Linked DNA regions of Mus musculus: region 1 is linked to region 2. Evidence: chromatin contacts called from public HiChIP or PLAC-seq data. All regions are on one chromosome and are shown on one strand. The core of a region is the stretch at or near the end of the contact, and the rest is flanking DNA. Distances in the headings are between cores, read along the strand shown.

Evidence for each region. HiChIP or PLAC-seq counts read pairs in DNA pulled down with a chosen protein or histone mark.
Region 1: a FOXA1 HiChIP or PLAC-seq map of pancreatic cancer cells shows a contact between it and region 2. The contact joins two enhancer-like sites. A contact is called at or near these places in 4 of 39 promoter capture datasets (the C10 cell line, the HPC-7 cell line, liver and 1 more), 1 of 15 datasets of contacts at CTCF or cohesin (the NIH/3T3 cell line), 4 of 484 Hi-C or Micro-C datasets (the N1E-115 cell line, bone marrow-derived macrophages, cerebral cortex and 1 more), 4 of 115 datasets of contacts at active chromatin or transcription factors (acute myeloid leukemia, embryonic stem cells, microglia and 1 more) and 4 of 9 other capture datasets (adipose tissue, embryonic stem cells, liver and 1 more).

Annotation. Positions count from the first base shown.
Region 1 is chr12:40,623,234-40,630,521 of GRCm38.p6, forward strand. Dock4 (dedicator of cytokinesis 4) reads left to right here. Exons shown (of 53, transcript NM_172803.2): 3 at 570-610; 4 at 3,104-3,159. Among named protein-coding and RNA genes, the nearest start is that of Dock4, 180 kb to the left of the region's middle. Within about 2 kb of position 3,503, at least 59 of the 459 cell types and tissues checked have an H3K27ac peak or open chromatin away from gene starts, as enhancers often do. A contact at or near this core is called in pancreatic cancer cells, where this site is marked.
Region 2 is chr12:40,247,679-40,255,186 of GRCm38.p6, forward strand. Gm40403 (a long non-coding RNA gene) reads right to left here and starts at 458. Exons shown (of 3, transcript XR_872696.1): 1 at 277-458; 2 at 122-185. Within about 2 kb of position 5,768, at least 51 of the 459 cell types and tissues checked have an H3K27ac peak or open chromatin away from gene starts, as enhancers often do. A contact at or near this core is called in pancreatic cancer cells, where this site is marked.

The DNA of each region.
Region 1 (7,288 bases), core at 2,253-4,752, 370 kb after region 2:
TGTACTGGCCAGGCACTGTTGCTTGGCAATCAAACCTGTGCTTCTCATGAATTCAGAGTGGCAGTAAATCTGTGTAGACTTCCCATAGTCATAGTGTGGCTTTTAATAAAATGGGGAGAAGTGGAGCACAGGGAGGTAAAGAAGTGTCCCCAGATTAAAGAATAAGCTGGGCTTGGTGGCACATAACTAATTTCAGCACTTGGGAGGCCAAGGAAGGAAAACTCTGAGTTCAAGGCCATCTTAGGCTACACAGACCCTATTGTAAAATAAAACAAAATAAAATATAGCTAGTAAATTTCTGTGGGTTTCTTTAAGCACAATGCTTTTGATCCAAGCCCTTATTTCCTGTACAAATTTCTGGTTCGATTTTAATAAAACAAGACATAAATAAAAGGCTTAAACTTGGGGGTCAATCGATCTGTTACCCAGCTTAATCCTGAATCACTGTATTTATGCATAGAATAGCCACATGAAGATTAAAATTTCAACATCAAAGAACATATCATTTGTTATCTTTAGTATCATCAGGCCTTGTGTATTAAAATGTAATCGTGATTATTTCTCCGCAGGCTGGTACAGAGGATTTGCCTTAAAAAATCCCAACATCAAGGTAAAAACTGTTTTTTGTAACTGTAATTAGAGGATTCTTTAAAACTTGTGGTGTACAATTGAAATTATAGTTGAGCTCTTAATTAGACTCCAAAAAAATGGCAATACATATCTTCATAATTTGAGGGAATCATTTGAACTGGGATGAAAGGTAAGGTAAGATACTAAAATCATAATTCCTTATTGCCTCTGAAAATTTTACTGGGAAGTCCTTAAGCTTATTAGATATAAGCAAAATCTTTTTGAAGTGTTAGTTTCCCAGAGAGGTAAATTAAAATTCAGGCAGGAGAAATATATTCCAAAAGAAATATGGAATAATGATATTTAATCTTTCAGTTTCCTGTATTATTGTCTGTAAGATGCTGGCGTGGAGGAACAAGTTTGTTTTAGTGTCACGTTGAGGGTTCCCTGGGTGATGGGGACTAAACCAGGAACGCGGCCCTTGCAAGTGTTCATGTTTCTTGCCATTCTAGGGAGGTCCTGAGAGTCATTTCTCAGAGAAACCCTTAGGAAGCAATATGGCTTTCATTTTACCTTTCATCTGGGCTGTTCATGGATTTGCTACATGCTTTATTCTAATCATCTGTAGCTTTTGAATATGTTTCCATATTCTACTGTGTTGTTCCTTTTTAAAAATTTTATTGTGGGGTGTGTGTGTGTGTGTGTGTGTGTGTGTTTGTTTGTCTGTGCATGCACACATGAGCAACAGACCCACATAGTGTGGTACATAGCGCCTCTCTGTCTAACATGCTTTTCTCGAGGATCACACTCAGGTGGCCAGGCTGGACAACAAAGCCCATCCTGCGGGCTCCTCTAATACATTCTAGTATGTCATTCCTTTTTTTTTTTTTCATCTCTCATTTTGAAAATACAATCTAAATTCCTTTGCCTGTCTCTTTGCTTCTGCTAGAATATCCAACTGTGTTTAATTACTTCATTTTATTATTTTAGATCAGTCTCAAGAAAAGCCTAAGGGACAAATGAGCATATAAATTTAATTTCTTGATACTTTAGTCTTCATTTAAAGCTTTTTTATATTTGGACATCTGCAGGGCACATGCAAATATAGTTTTGATATTTAATTATTCATCTAGCACACATTTCTGAAAAATTTATTATGATTTCCCTTTCAATTCCATCTCATATCATAAATCTTGATATTAACTTTTCTATACTGATGTTGCTTTATTTGTTAATTTTGTTATATTGAAATAAATATAAATTTTATGAAAAAAGCTAAAAAGCGTTCTCTTCCTATTTATTATTGTAGAATATATAGAATTGAGTCAGGTCTTGAGTATATGTACCTTTAAACACTGAGCTGTCATTCCAGTCCCAAGTTTTTTTTTTAAATACCAGGAATTGAACCAATGGCACGCATGTTTTCTCACAGAGCTCTCTTGTAAGCTAAAATTACTCATTGGAACATAACATGCAGCCTGGTCCGATGTTACATGTTTGTAATCCTCTCACTTGGGATGCTGAGGGGAAAGGATTGCAAAGTTCAAAGCCAACCTGGATAGCATAGTGAATTCCTTGCTGGTTGGTCTGTGGTGTGAGACCATGTCTCACAAACAATAGCCAAATAACAACATCATAGGTGCTTGTCTTAGTCAGGGTTTGTATTCCTGCACAAAACATCACGACCAAGAAGCAAGTTGGGAAGGAAAAGGATTAATTCAGCTTACACTTCCACATTGCTGTTCATTACCAAAGGAAGTCAGGACAGGAACTTGGGGGCAGGAGTTGATGCAGAGGCCATGGAGGGGGCTGCTTACTGTATTGTTTCCTCTGGTTTGCTTAGCTTGCTTTCTTATAGAACCCAGGACCACCAGCCCAGGGATGGCACCACCCACAAGGAGCCCTCCGGCCCTTGATCACTAATTGAAAAAAATGTCTTACAGCTGGATCTCATGGAGGCATTGCCTCAAGGGAGGCTCCTTTCTCTGTGATAACTCCAGCTGGTGTCAAGTTGACACACAAAACCTGCCAGTACAGTGCTGTTTTCCCCTCTTTTTTAAAGCACAGTTTTTATGTAGAATTATTGGATTTTTTATTTTCTGATTTATTAAAAGCATACGTGTTTAGATGGCCAAAGTGGTGGCCCATAGCTGTACATCAGCTTTGAGAAAGCATAGCTGTAAGACAGCCAAAAGTTTAAGGTCAGCCTGCTCTAGATAATAAATTTCAGGTTAGACAAGGTTACACTGCAAGACTCTGTTTGCAGAGATAAACAAAAAGAATGTATTTACTGAGTGAGATTTGATTTTTTTTTCAATTATATTTACAAAAAAATCTCTAAAAGTGCAATGGTTGTAACTGGTATTAGAAAATAATGATTCATGCTGCATTGCATTTTATTTAGCCCATAGAATGTACTGATGTTTTTCTATTCCTGATATTGTCATGGTTGTAACTGTTTAATACATCCTTCTTATGAACAACTGGCTTTAAGAGATAGCTAGAAACATAACCTTCATGTTTTCTCTTCCAGGGTATATTTCCTTCCAGCTATGTTCACTTGAAAAATGCCTGTGTAAAGAACAAAGGGTAAGAATGAATTGCATTCATAGTTGGAAGATTTTGCCACAGCCGCTGTCTTGGAATTGAAAGGCTTAGTAATTGTATTACTAAAGCAACTACAGAAGAGCGAACCGTGGCCCTTGTTGTTTGATAAGGAGATACTATGGCAGCAAATAGAGACAATTAAGGAACTCATTTCTGAGTGCTGAGCCACAGGAGCATGCTAGGGTATTATGGCCTCTCATTGTCTACCAGTTGTGAAACTTGTTTAATCTTAAGCAGAGAAATTGGTTCTTCTTGGTTTCCTGCTGTTTAGAGAATCATGCCAGGCAGAGTCCCTAACATGGTGAGTCATGTAGCCTCAGTGCCCAGAACTTCCTTAATTTACTACTGGTTATAGAGAAGGGAAGCCTGTGGCCAGCAGGGTGTGGGGGAGACAGAGTACTTCCTGGGCAAGCCCAACAACCTGAGCTTGAGCTTGCAAAGCCACACAAAGGTAGAAGACAACGGACTGCACAGAGCTGTCCCCTGACCCCTGTATGTGTGCCACAGCACTTGTATGACCTACACACATTGTATACACACAGGAATAACAAATAAAAAGAAAGCTGGCTGTGGTAGTTCATATTTAACTCCAGCACTTAGAAGACAGAGTCAGGCAGGTCTCTGTGAGTTCGAGGCTCACCAGGTCTACACAGTGAGTTCCATGCCAGGCAAGGCCATAAGACTCTGTCTCAAAGCGTAAGGACAGGAAAAGCCCATCTATTCTCTGAAGTGAGTATAACACTAGGTCCTTGTGTAACTTCATATATTATTTCTCTATTTGACCTACGGTCACGTCCTGTCACAGATTGCCACAAATCTGGTCTAACACAAAAGTCATAAACTCAATTAAAATCTATGTATTAAAAAAAACTGTTTGTGTATTTCTCCAGCATGATATTTAGATAACTAGCTTCACAAACAGAACATGTGACATGTCTGACTGATATATTGCATGGATGTCATTGATCACCAAGGACTTCTTAAGTATTTATAATATGTTACAGTCTGCTTCTAAATGGACTGGAATCAGCCGTTAGAATAATGTGTATCAAATAAGTTTCTACAGAATATCACAATAGAACTTGCCTGGTGTTGTGTACTTAGCACATAAGTAAATGATTGTTGTTAAGGTAGATTTTGACACATGTATCTGATGGCAATGTCACAAGGAGCCATCTGTGAATTATAATTGTAATTTTCATTTTATGGCCAAAATATACAGGCTCTGTGATAGAAATTACATATTTATGCAAATAGCAGTAAATAGCAACTTTTTATTTCAGCAACAAAAGCATAGTAGATAATATATTTAAATTTTAATTTCACCAAAAAGTTTGCATAGATATTAGTCAAATGGATGGTTTTTACATTCATCTTCTATAAAACATTCAATGAACAAACATGAGCAAGTCCATATGGTACAAACACCTTGGGTTTCTCTATTTGGATAAATGTTAAATGGCCTACTGTAATAACAGTGTGCTGTATGTCATTTATTTTAATACTTTGAAAAACTTTAGTAGTTTTACAATATAGAAGACTTATGGTACAACTTTAGTGTACTGCTGATTTTTCTGTGAGGGTTTCACTTAGCATCCTAAGTTGTTTTCCATTTTATTTCAGTTTTGGTTGTCTTTAATGATTCTGTTTCTTTGTTAAAGTCTACTTTCATGTCTTGGATGTTTTCTTTCAATGGTTTGTGTCATCACAGTCTTCATTAAGATAAATTGTTTCTTACCCTGATTAAGGTCCTTGAACATATTCCTAGTAGTTATTTTGTAGTCCTTGTCTTGTGCTTTGGCTCTATTGCTTTCCCCAGGACCTGTTATGGTAGGCTGCTGTCCTCCAGAGGAGGCACATTGTCTTAGTCTAAGCCACCCTTTCAGGTGCCATCTGAACAAGTCCCTGCTGCCTTTACCTGAAGCCAGTCTGGCTCTCCTGACTCTTGCAACAGCCACCCATCCTCCATCCTACCTTGTGATCAAGGATGAAAGAGCTCAAAGGCTCCTGTAGTTTCTTAGTTTCATTTCTTTTGCTGTGATAAAATTCCTTGACAAAGCAATCTAAGAGGGAAAGAGATTCTTTTAGTTAAGAATTCCAAGTGAACTCCATCCACATGGGTAAGTTGGATCCGTTTATCAGGAGCTTTAAGGCAGCTAGTCATATTATACCTTCAGCAGGGAACAGCTTAGTAAAACATGCCTTATGCTTAGCTTTCTCACTGTTTAATACTGTATAGGATGCAAAGTGAGGTAATGGTTCAGTCCACTCTTAAACTGGATTTTCCCACATCAATTAACATAGTAAAGACAATGTCCACCTCTGCCCCCATCGCCCAGACATATTTACAAGCTGACCTGACCTTGATAGTCCCACCTGGATACTCTTATCTCAGGTGATTCTGGGTTGTGTCCTGCTGACAATGAACTGTGGCAGTGCATGAAGTTCAATGAAGTGTGGCATGGGACATGGTTTTAAAATAAATACATTCCTTTTTTTTCTTTTCTTTTCTTTTTTTTTTTTTTTTTTTTTTAGTTTTTAAAGCTTATCTTATGTGTATGTGTGTTTGTCTGTATGTATGTCTGTGCACCATATGTCTTATGGGTGCCTCGGGTACCTGGATTGAGTGTCTGGTGCTCTGAACTTGAAGTTATGGAATGGCTGTGAGCCACTATGTGGTTACTGGGTATAGAACCTGTGTCCTATGTAATTGTAACCAGAGCTCTTAACTGTTGATCCAAATCTTCAGCCTTACTCATATTTTTGGGATTGTTTTTCCTGGTGTACTGGTTTATATCGGCCCAAGTTCATGAGCCCCAAGAAACTGTAACTGGATAAAGGTATCCTCGGATTTGGTTAAGTAGAAGGCTTAAGTTCTACGGCAGCACCACACATCATGGTGATTTTGCAGTGGTGGGACCTCAGGGTAGATGGATTCTTTTCTAAAAAGGACTTTCTGCAGTTGTCTATGAATTGTGAAATAGGTCCACAGTTTCAGGATTATAGGAGAAAAAAGTCGTGCTAAATACGTTTAAGGACACAGAATGGCAGCTGACTGTTCTGAGAGAAAGCTCTCGGGGATGTTAATATCACCTAACTTAATTTATCATGATGGATTGGCTGCTAGGGTGAAACTGATGAAAAGTTCATCCTAGAATAACTGAACAAAATATAGCTTCAGGCTACTTACCTAAGATAGATTATTTCTACACTAATTTAGGTGTCTATGTAATTAGTACAAAAGAGCTGCCCTGCTTAAATGGTGTTTTCTGTTTAAAATTTTACATTTTGTTTGAACAACCCCAAGTAAACTTTTCACATATTGAATTGTCTGTGGTTCTTTCCTGGGCCTTGGGAGCAAAGAAGAGTCTATGACAAGGGCCTTTAAATTAAATAGGAGTTCGTGAATTAGGGAAGCTGCTTTTGTATTGTTTTAAATCTTGCTGATACCACACTTTATTTTCTTTACTTTTGTTTTGTTTTCTTTGTTTGTTTGTTTGTTTGTTTGTTTGCTTGTTTGTTTTTGAGACAGTGTTTCTCTATGTAGCCCTGGCTATTCTGGAACCAGCTCTGTAGAACTCAGAGATTCCCCCTGTCTCTACCCTCTTAGTGCTGGGATTAAAGGTGTGTGCCACCACTGCCCAACCAAGTCCTCACCTTTGAGATGTTGAATGAGGTGGCTAGAATTCCTTGGGATTTCTTTTTCCCTCTTTGGCCTTGGGTAATATCATTTTATAATCTCCAAATCCAAATATCCATCATTTAAATTGCAGCAGCTGCTTCAAACGCAGTGTAAATATTCTGCCTTTGGGAAGTGTCATGTGTAGCCTCTATGAACAGTACTGTATGTGTCCTCTACAGGCTTGTAGTACTGTTTATTTTCTTTCTAGTTTTAAATCCCAGTTTTAACTTTTCAGCTTCACTGTGCCTTAGACGGAAGGGAAATATTCACAGGCCAGGTTTTTAGCAAAGCTGAAAGGTCAGGAAGTGGAGCTCGATTAGGGGGAGAATCAGGTTTTAATTTCTGCATTTATATTATTTGAGGATTTTCCACGATACCACGGTACATACTTAGATACATACATGGTGTCCTAAAGGACCTGCAGAGCAG
Region 2 (7,508 bases), core at 4,518-7,017:
AAGACCCCAATTGAGTTATTCAGCCCATTCGTGGGGGGGTGGGGTTCTCTTCAAATATCACATAACATAACATCACTAAGCCTCCAGTTTCTCATTTGCAAATAGACATGGTAATCCTTACCTTACCGTCAGCTTCGGAGAGGTACGAAAAATGTCCTTGTAAATTGTTCACATTACACTGGCACCTAGGGATCACCAATAAACGGTACTTTATTATGGGTCAAAACTGACAAAAGAAGCTAGCATTAGCCCAAAGTTAAAAAAGTCATAAAGTACCATAAGTGCCATCAAATGCTGCGATGAGCTGCACACATCCCTTCTGGAACAACCTTTTACACCACAGACAGAGAATGTACCAGGAGCCAGAAGGAAAACAGTATGGTTTTGCAGCAGTCACCCTTGATAGGGCCTCCTGGGTTTGGCCTTCATAATAATAGGAAATGCTGAGTCACCCTGCCTCTGGAGAAGGTGGGGCTGTGGCAGGCCTCCCAGAGAGCTGCCCAGGCCCACTCCATCCACTCTGGTCTCCTGACCCACTTAAGGCTGACCTTCTCTTTGTCTCTGCCCTGTTTACGCTTCAGTCTCTCACCCGACTGGTTATTTTCCTGCTCCGAACATGTACCTCCTAGCTCCGTTTCCGAGACTGAACTCAACAGGCAGGTGCCCTTACAGACTCCTGGGAATTTCCATCTTCACAGGAGAGGAGGCCCCCATGCCAACTTCTTTGCTAAGAGCCCTGTTTGGGTTCACAGAAGTGTTAACTGAAAGGGAGGGACAAGTTGAAGACATGTGGGAAGTGGAAATGAATGAAAACCTAAGGGAGAATGAGAAGCCTGCTCCAGAGGATGGAACAGCACCTTTATTAATTCCACCACCCGTTTGTGCCCTGTGGGAGGTGCCAAGTTTAAAGATGTCTTGCCCTCTCTCCTCTGCTCCAGGTTATCTCTATAATAAGAACTAATTACTTGTTAATTGGCCCTTACTCCATACACTTGCAACTAAGAAATGGCTTGTTCTGGTGTGCAGGCTTCAGGGCTCTCTCGAAGACTCAGATGTCATCAGTAGATCCCATTGATGGTATCAGAAATGACAATGAAATGACTTTTTAGCATCCACAGTAGCAGGAGAACATGCATTTGTTCAGAATCCTACCTTCTCAGGTCGTAAATTAACCACTCCCAGCCCCGTTTCCCTTTAACTCCACTTCCTGTTTCTTCTTTTGTGAAATACAGAGTGGTTAGAGGTCTCAAAGGGTGTTTAGACCAAGCTGTCAGAAAGGCCTCCTCTGTCACCACTTTTCTTGCAACCTTGGCCACAAGCCTGTGAAATGACAGAGCACAGTAGGGGCTTAGTGATTGTGAAAAGAGCAACCACCACCTCAGCCACTTCCTTTCCTCTTGGGTACCAATCTCTGAGATTGTACTCTTGAACCAGAAGGAGCTTCCAGCCCCTCCAGGGATGATGGAGATGACTTAAGAACCCTCTGGCGCTATGCCCCATAGGCTTTCTCCATGCTGCTCTCAGAGCTGCTACGGTGGCTGCTGAGTGTTTTCCTACTCTAGCCTATCAGTCCAGCTCCTTCGAAGGGGGCCCTTTCCAAGTGCAGAATGGGGAGCTACGGTTCCCAGAGAACCCCATTCCCTGACACTGAGACTCCTTTTACTGACCTATACTTTCAAAAGCTTGCCTTTGAAAAATGTCTTAAAAGTGCTCAACTTTGACCTTTGGGCTAAGATCCGCTCCTCAGCTGAAGTTCTTGTCTGTAGGCTGACTTGTCAATGAAATGACAGATACCATTTCCTTGATCTGGTTCAATTTTTGTTGTTGTTACTATCGAGAATCATGCAAGAAGAATTGGGGATTTTTTAATTGTAAAAGTGTATAAACCATTTTTATTAAAAATTCTGATTACAAACTACTATAAAGTCATCTTATAAGATATAAAAATTCAAAAGAAGTTTAATCACCAACCATAAAAAGCACAATAACCTCACCATTCAAGAGTAGTAATTATCTACACACTTCCACTGATCTTAGTTCTCTACAATTAGTGAGAAATAGCCTTTTTTAAAAAAATTAAAAGCTCCATTTAGTACTATGTGTTAGGGCTATAGAATACACATTTACTAGTATTTCCAACATAGAAAGAGAGGTGCTCTGGACCAGTAAAAGGGCTCAGCATGTGCAGCTGACTCTCACGCCTGATGACCTGAGCATGGTCCCCAGAACCCACCCACATAGTGAAAGGAGAGAACAGACTCATAAAAACTGTTCATTAAACTCCATACATATACACATGTACACACAACCACAAAAACAGTGCACGAATGCACCCACACACAAGTGTGTCCATAGTAAAGAAATGGAATTCTTTTTTTATTTAATGAATACATGTTCCCAATATATAAACTAAGTCCCTGGAAGGTGAGTTCGCCACTCATCCAAATGAGCCCCAACCCCCATCCTGTCTCATTCCCAGGTCCAGCTTTCCTAGAAGTTTCACGCTGAGATATGACAAGCTGAGAGAGTGGCTTGGAAGACGGATGCTGGTTTTAGGGACTCAGATCGCCACAGGTCACCTTTAAAGCTACAGAGAGAAAGTTCCCTGTCTGTGGACAGATAGGTTTTTGAAAGGAGATTTACTTCTCCAGCCATTCAAAAGACAGAATCTGACTAGAAAGCAAGGGGGGGAAACTTCACAAAGCAGCCTGGTTGGAAGTCTACCAACAAGAGAGGAGAGTAAATCTTTGGCTGTTTGGGCCACTTTCAACACAGCATGGGCCTGAGTAATGTCTAGGCTATTAGAGATGGCCAGCTGCAGCTAAAGTCACAGCAACAGGGGCCAGGGCTGTTGTCCAGACATGAATAAATGTCAGTAAGAACAGGGATGAAGTTGTAGTTCTACTAAAAACATCTGGGCTTAGATAAGAATATATCAGGCTATGTCTGTACTCATCTGATGACAACTTTAGTCATTGAAATAAATACGTCAAAGGATAGCTTATTGCTTGTAGGAGTTTGGTTCACTCAGCCCATAGTTTTTGAGCACCTATGTTCCAGACATTGTGTAGAGACAAGAAATGTAGTTGAAATGAGCTATGCAGATTCCAGACCCTCCCGTGGCTGAAGTATAAAGAGGGCGCTTACAGTGGAAACTCAGGGAAGAAGATCAACAACTGGAGGCACTACTAATACTAATACTGCCGTTTGGTGTTATTTTTAAATTTATATGTCTTCAATGGCAGGGTGGGCCTTTACCCTACTCCACTTCACTTCATTATTTGTCTCCAAAATTACAGAGCAGCAATATCAATCAATATAAAGAAATTTCACTCACAGATCTGTCTCTTCATCTTATTTTTCCTGTTCCCTCTGTGAAATCACTTTTTAATAATTTTTTACATTATTTTAAAATAGTTTTAATTTTTTAAAATTATTTTCTTTATTTACATTTCAAACGTTATCCCCTTTTCTAGTTTCCCCTCTGAAAATCCCCTATCCTCTCTCCCCTTCCCCTGCTCCCCAACCCACCCACTTCCATTCCTGGCCCTAGCATTCCCCTATACTGGGGCATAGAGCCTTCACAGGACCAAGGGCCTCTCCTCCAATTGATGACCAACTAGGCCATCCTCTGCTACATATGCAGCTAGAGCCACAAGTTCCACCATGTGTTTTCTTTGATTGGTGGAGCTCTGGGGGTACTGGTTAGTTCATATTGATGTTCCTCCTATGGGGCTTCAGTCCCCTTCAGCTCCCTGGGTACCTTCTCTGGCTCCTTCATTGGGGACCTTGTGCTCTGTCCAATAGATGGGTGTGAACATCCATTTCTGTATTTTCCAGGCACTGGCAGAGCCTCACAGAAGACAGCTATATCAGGCTCCTGTCAGCAGGCTCTTGTTGGCATCTGCCTAGTGTCTGGGTTTAGTGGTTGTTTATGGGATGGATCCCCAGGTGGGGCAGTCTCTGGATGGTCGTTCCTTCAGTCTCATCTCCGAACTTTGTCTCTGTAACTCCTTCCATGGGTATTTTGTTCCTCCTTCTAAAAAGGATTCTGAGCTTCTGGGCTAATATCTAATTTTTAAAAATATTTTTAATTTAAATTTAAATTTTTTAATTTAAAAATAAATATTTAAAATTTATTCTCCTGGGGATTTTGATAATCATTATTCTGACTTCTTCTTTTCTTACAGAAAAAATATAGCCCTCTATACATACTTGTATATCATACTTCTATACATACCTCTGTATGGGTACATACCTCTGTATCTATTCATAACTCTTTCCATATATACCTCTGTCCAAATATCTATCCAATCTCTTACGCTGGATCTTGGTGTTCTGAGAATATTTTTCTTCTTTTTCACAGCTGCTCCACCCTCTCATTTGTGAATGACACACAGTGTATTTCACATGTGCTCTTCAGATAGAACTAGGTTAGCTTATACGCTTTGCTCTCCACCAGGCATGGTGCTAGAGGTTGAATGAGAAACATTTTCAGCGCTTGAACATCTGGCCCCTGGCTGGCGGTGCCGTTTGGAGAGGCTTTGGACGTATGGCCTTTTTGGAGGAAGTATGTTGCTGAAGGTAGGCTTTGCTAGTTTAAAAGATCGCACCACGTCCAGTGCTTACAGTTCAAGATGTAAGCTCTCAGCTTCCTACTCCAGCCACCATGCCTGCTGCTTCCTTGTCATAATGGAATCTTTGCTTTCTGGATCCGTGAGTCAAATTAAACACTTTCTTTTATAAAGTGCACGGACCACAGTGTTTTGTTTTGTTTTGTTTTGTTTTTTCCACGTTAACAGAAAAGCAACTAAGCACAATGGTGCATGCTTTAAATCCCAGCACTCAGGAGACACAATGAATACCTTCCAGCTCAGATCGCTTTCCACTTGTAAAGATGGGCAACAGTGGAAGTCCTGAGTCAATGGGTCCATGCAAATGTGGTTTCATTACTGAGTTCCTGATCTGATTGACCTCACAGTCATCCCCCCTCCCTGCCCCCCCGCCCCCCCCCATGATGGTGGCACACTTTCCACAGCCTTATAAACATAGATCATTAACAAACATTTTGTGTTCTGCCTATTAGAAATGTTTAGCCAGGCAGTGGTGGCTCACACCTTTAATCCCAGCACTTGGGAGGCAGAGGCAGGTGGATTTCTGAGTTCAAGGCCAGCCTGGTCTACAGAGTGAGTTCCAGGACAGCCAGGGCTACACAGAGAAACCCTGTCTCAAAAAACAACAACAACAACAACAACAACAAAAAACCAAACAAAATGAAATGTTTATAATTTTTAAAATTTATGTCTCTACAAACATAATCAATGTTAAATAGCTTTTCAGATATTTGAGGGTCATTTTTTAGAGAGGGGAGTGGGATTTCTCTTTGTAGCCCTGGCTATCTGTAGACCAGGTTAGCCTTGAATTTAGACATATGCCTGTTACTGCTTCCAGTGTACTGGGATTAAAGACATGCAACACCATGCCTGGCTAGGGCCACCATTTAAATTGTGTTGTTCTTCTCTGAACAACTAGTTCACATCTTTGGTCTCTTATCCTCCTTTTTAGGGGAGTTCCTGAACACTCTCATGTGGTACTTAGATTGATATGTAGTGCAGCCCCTTGTCCAGTCACACAGGCTACTTTGTGTGTCACCCGTGGAATCAGACTCCTCTCTGTGTCTGTTTCGCACCTTCTTCTGTACTCACTTAGAGAACTACAGCAGGAAGCAGCTGGACACACCCGGAGGAAAGCTGGCCATCTCGGTGACTCATCTTACTTTAATCTTAGTCCCACAAACCTCAAGTATTACCTCAGTGTCACTGTGCAGTACACTGCCTCGCCCATTGTCTCTTGCTCACCTAGACATGCCCTCAATCTTTTCCTGTCCTCACTGACTGACACAACAACAACAACAACAAAATAGAAAACCAACAGAGCATCTGTTGAACACACAATAATAACCATAACCACCTAACCTGATCCAACATAACCCACCTCTAGCAAAAGTACAAAATGATGCCAGGGAACAAGAACTAAAAATAAATAATCAAACAAACAAATCATGTATCATTAGCATAAGTAGGAGGTAGAATAATATAATCACTCATAAGTATCCATAGGGGACTGATTCCATGGCCCAGAACATCACAATTTTTTTCTTTTTTCTTTTTTTATTAATCATTCCATTTGTTTACATCTCAAATGCTATCCCACTTTCCCGGTTGCCTTTTCACAAACCCCCTATCCCACATCCACCCTCCCCCACCCCTGCCCTTTGCCTCTGTGAGAGTGCTCCCCCACCCACCCACACTCTCCCGCCCCACTGCTCCAGCATCCCCCTATGCTATGGCATCAAACTTCCCCTGAACCAAGGGCTTCCCCTCCCACTGATGTCAGATGAGGCCATCCTCTGCTACATATGTATCTGGAGCTGTGGATCCCTCCCTGTACACTCCTTGGTTGGTGGTCTAATCCCTGGGAGACATCACAATTTTTGAGTGCTCAACTCCCTCATATAAAATAATGGCAAATAGTAAAATGTGCAGACCATCTACTTTGAATCACATGTACATTATCTGTAATACCTAATGCATTGTAAAAGAGTGTATTACAACAAGAAAAACATCTGCACATGTCAGCATACATGGAGCTGTTCTCAAAAACACTTTCTTCTACAATTGGCTCCAACTGTACCTACGGACGTGAAGGGCCAACTGAACTGAGTTTACTTCAGCTTTCAATGGAGCTCCAAATCAAAATCCAAGAGAAGCAGTTGCTGCAGAACTTCCTCCAGACGCTAGATTGTCAGGAATCGCTCAAGCGGAGAGAGGAGGTGTGAGCAAAACTTCCATACCTGCATGTGGAATCAACACCAGCAGTGTCAGGATGAATCTGGGACTGTGTGAACTTCAGTCCTCCAACTTGCCCCACAGAGAAGGGGTAGTCTTACTGGCCTTAACTAAGTGTGTGTGCTCTGCCTTGACCACTGTGAATAGGCTAGGGATGCCTGGCAAGGCAGGACAAGCTCAGGGGGATCTCACCCAAGGAAGACCAGGGAGCTGTTAGGCCCTAGTTCCTCTGGCTATGGTCTCGTTTGGTTTGTATTCAGCTGACGGTGCTGAACGTGAATAACGCAAATCAATGACAAACCGATGCAGAACGACACTCCCAGTGCACTGGGTGACAACTTTCTTAATGAAACTGAACTCCTGGCTTATTGATGTCTTGATAAGAAGTGGGCGCTACAGAGAGATTTTCATGCCTGGTATACACATTGTCAAGTAGGCATTTGCTAGACAGACCCCAAAACCAGCAGGATAAAGTATATATCCGAGATCCACATGGATGTCTAGTTGGCATGTTCTCAGAGAGGTTTCAATGTTGCCAGCAGAGGGCAAGAGAATATTTACCTGTCTAAGAACTGTGGACTTAACCACGTTTGCAACGGCGCTGTGGAGGTGTCTCTGGGAAAACAAGTTATATAACCATTATGAACATGGACCTCTGGG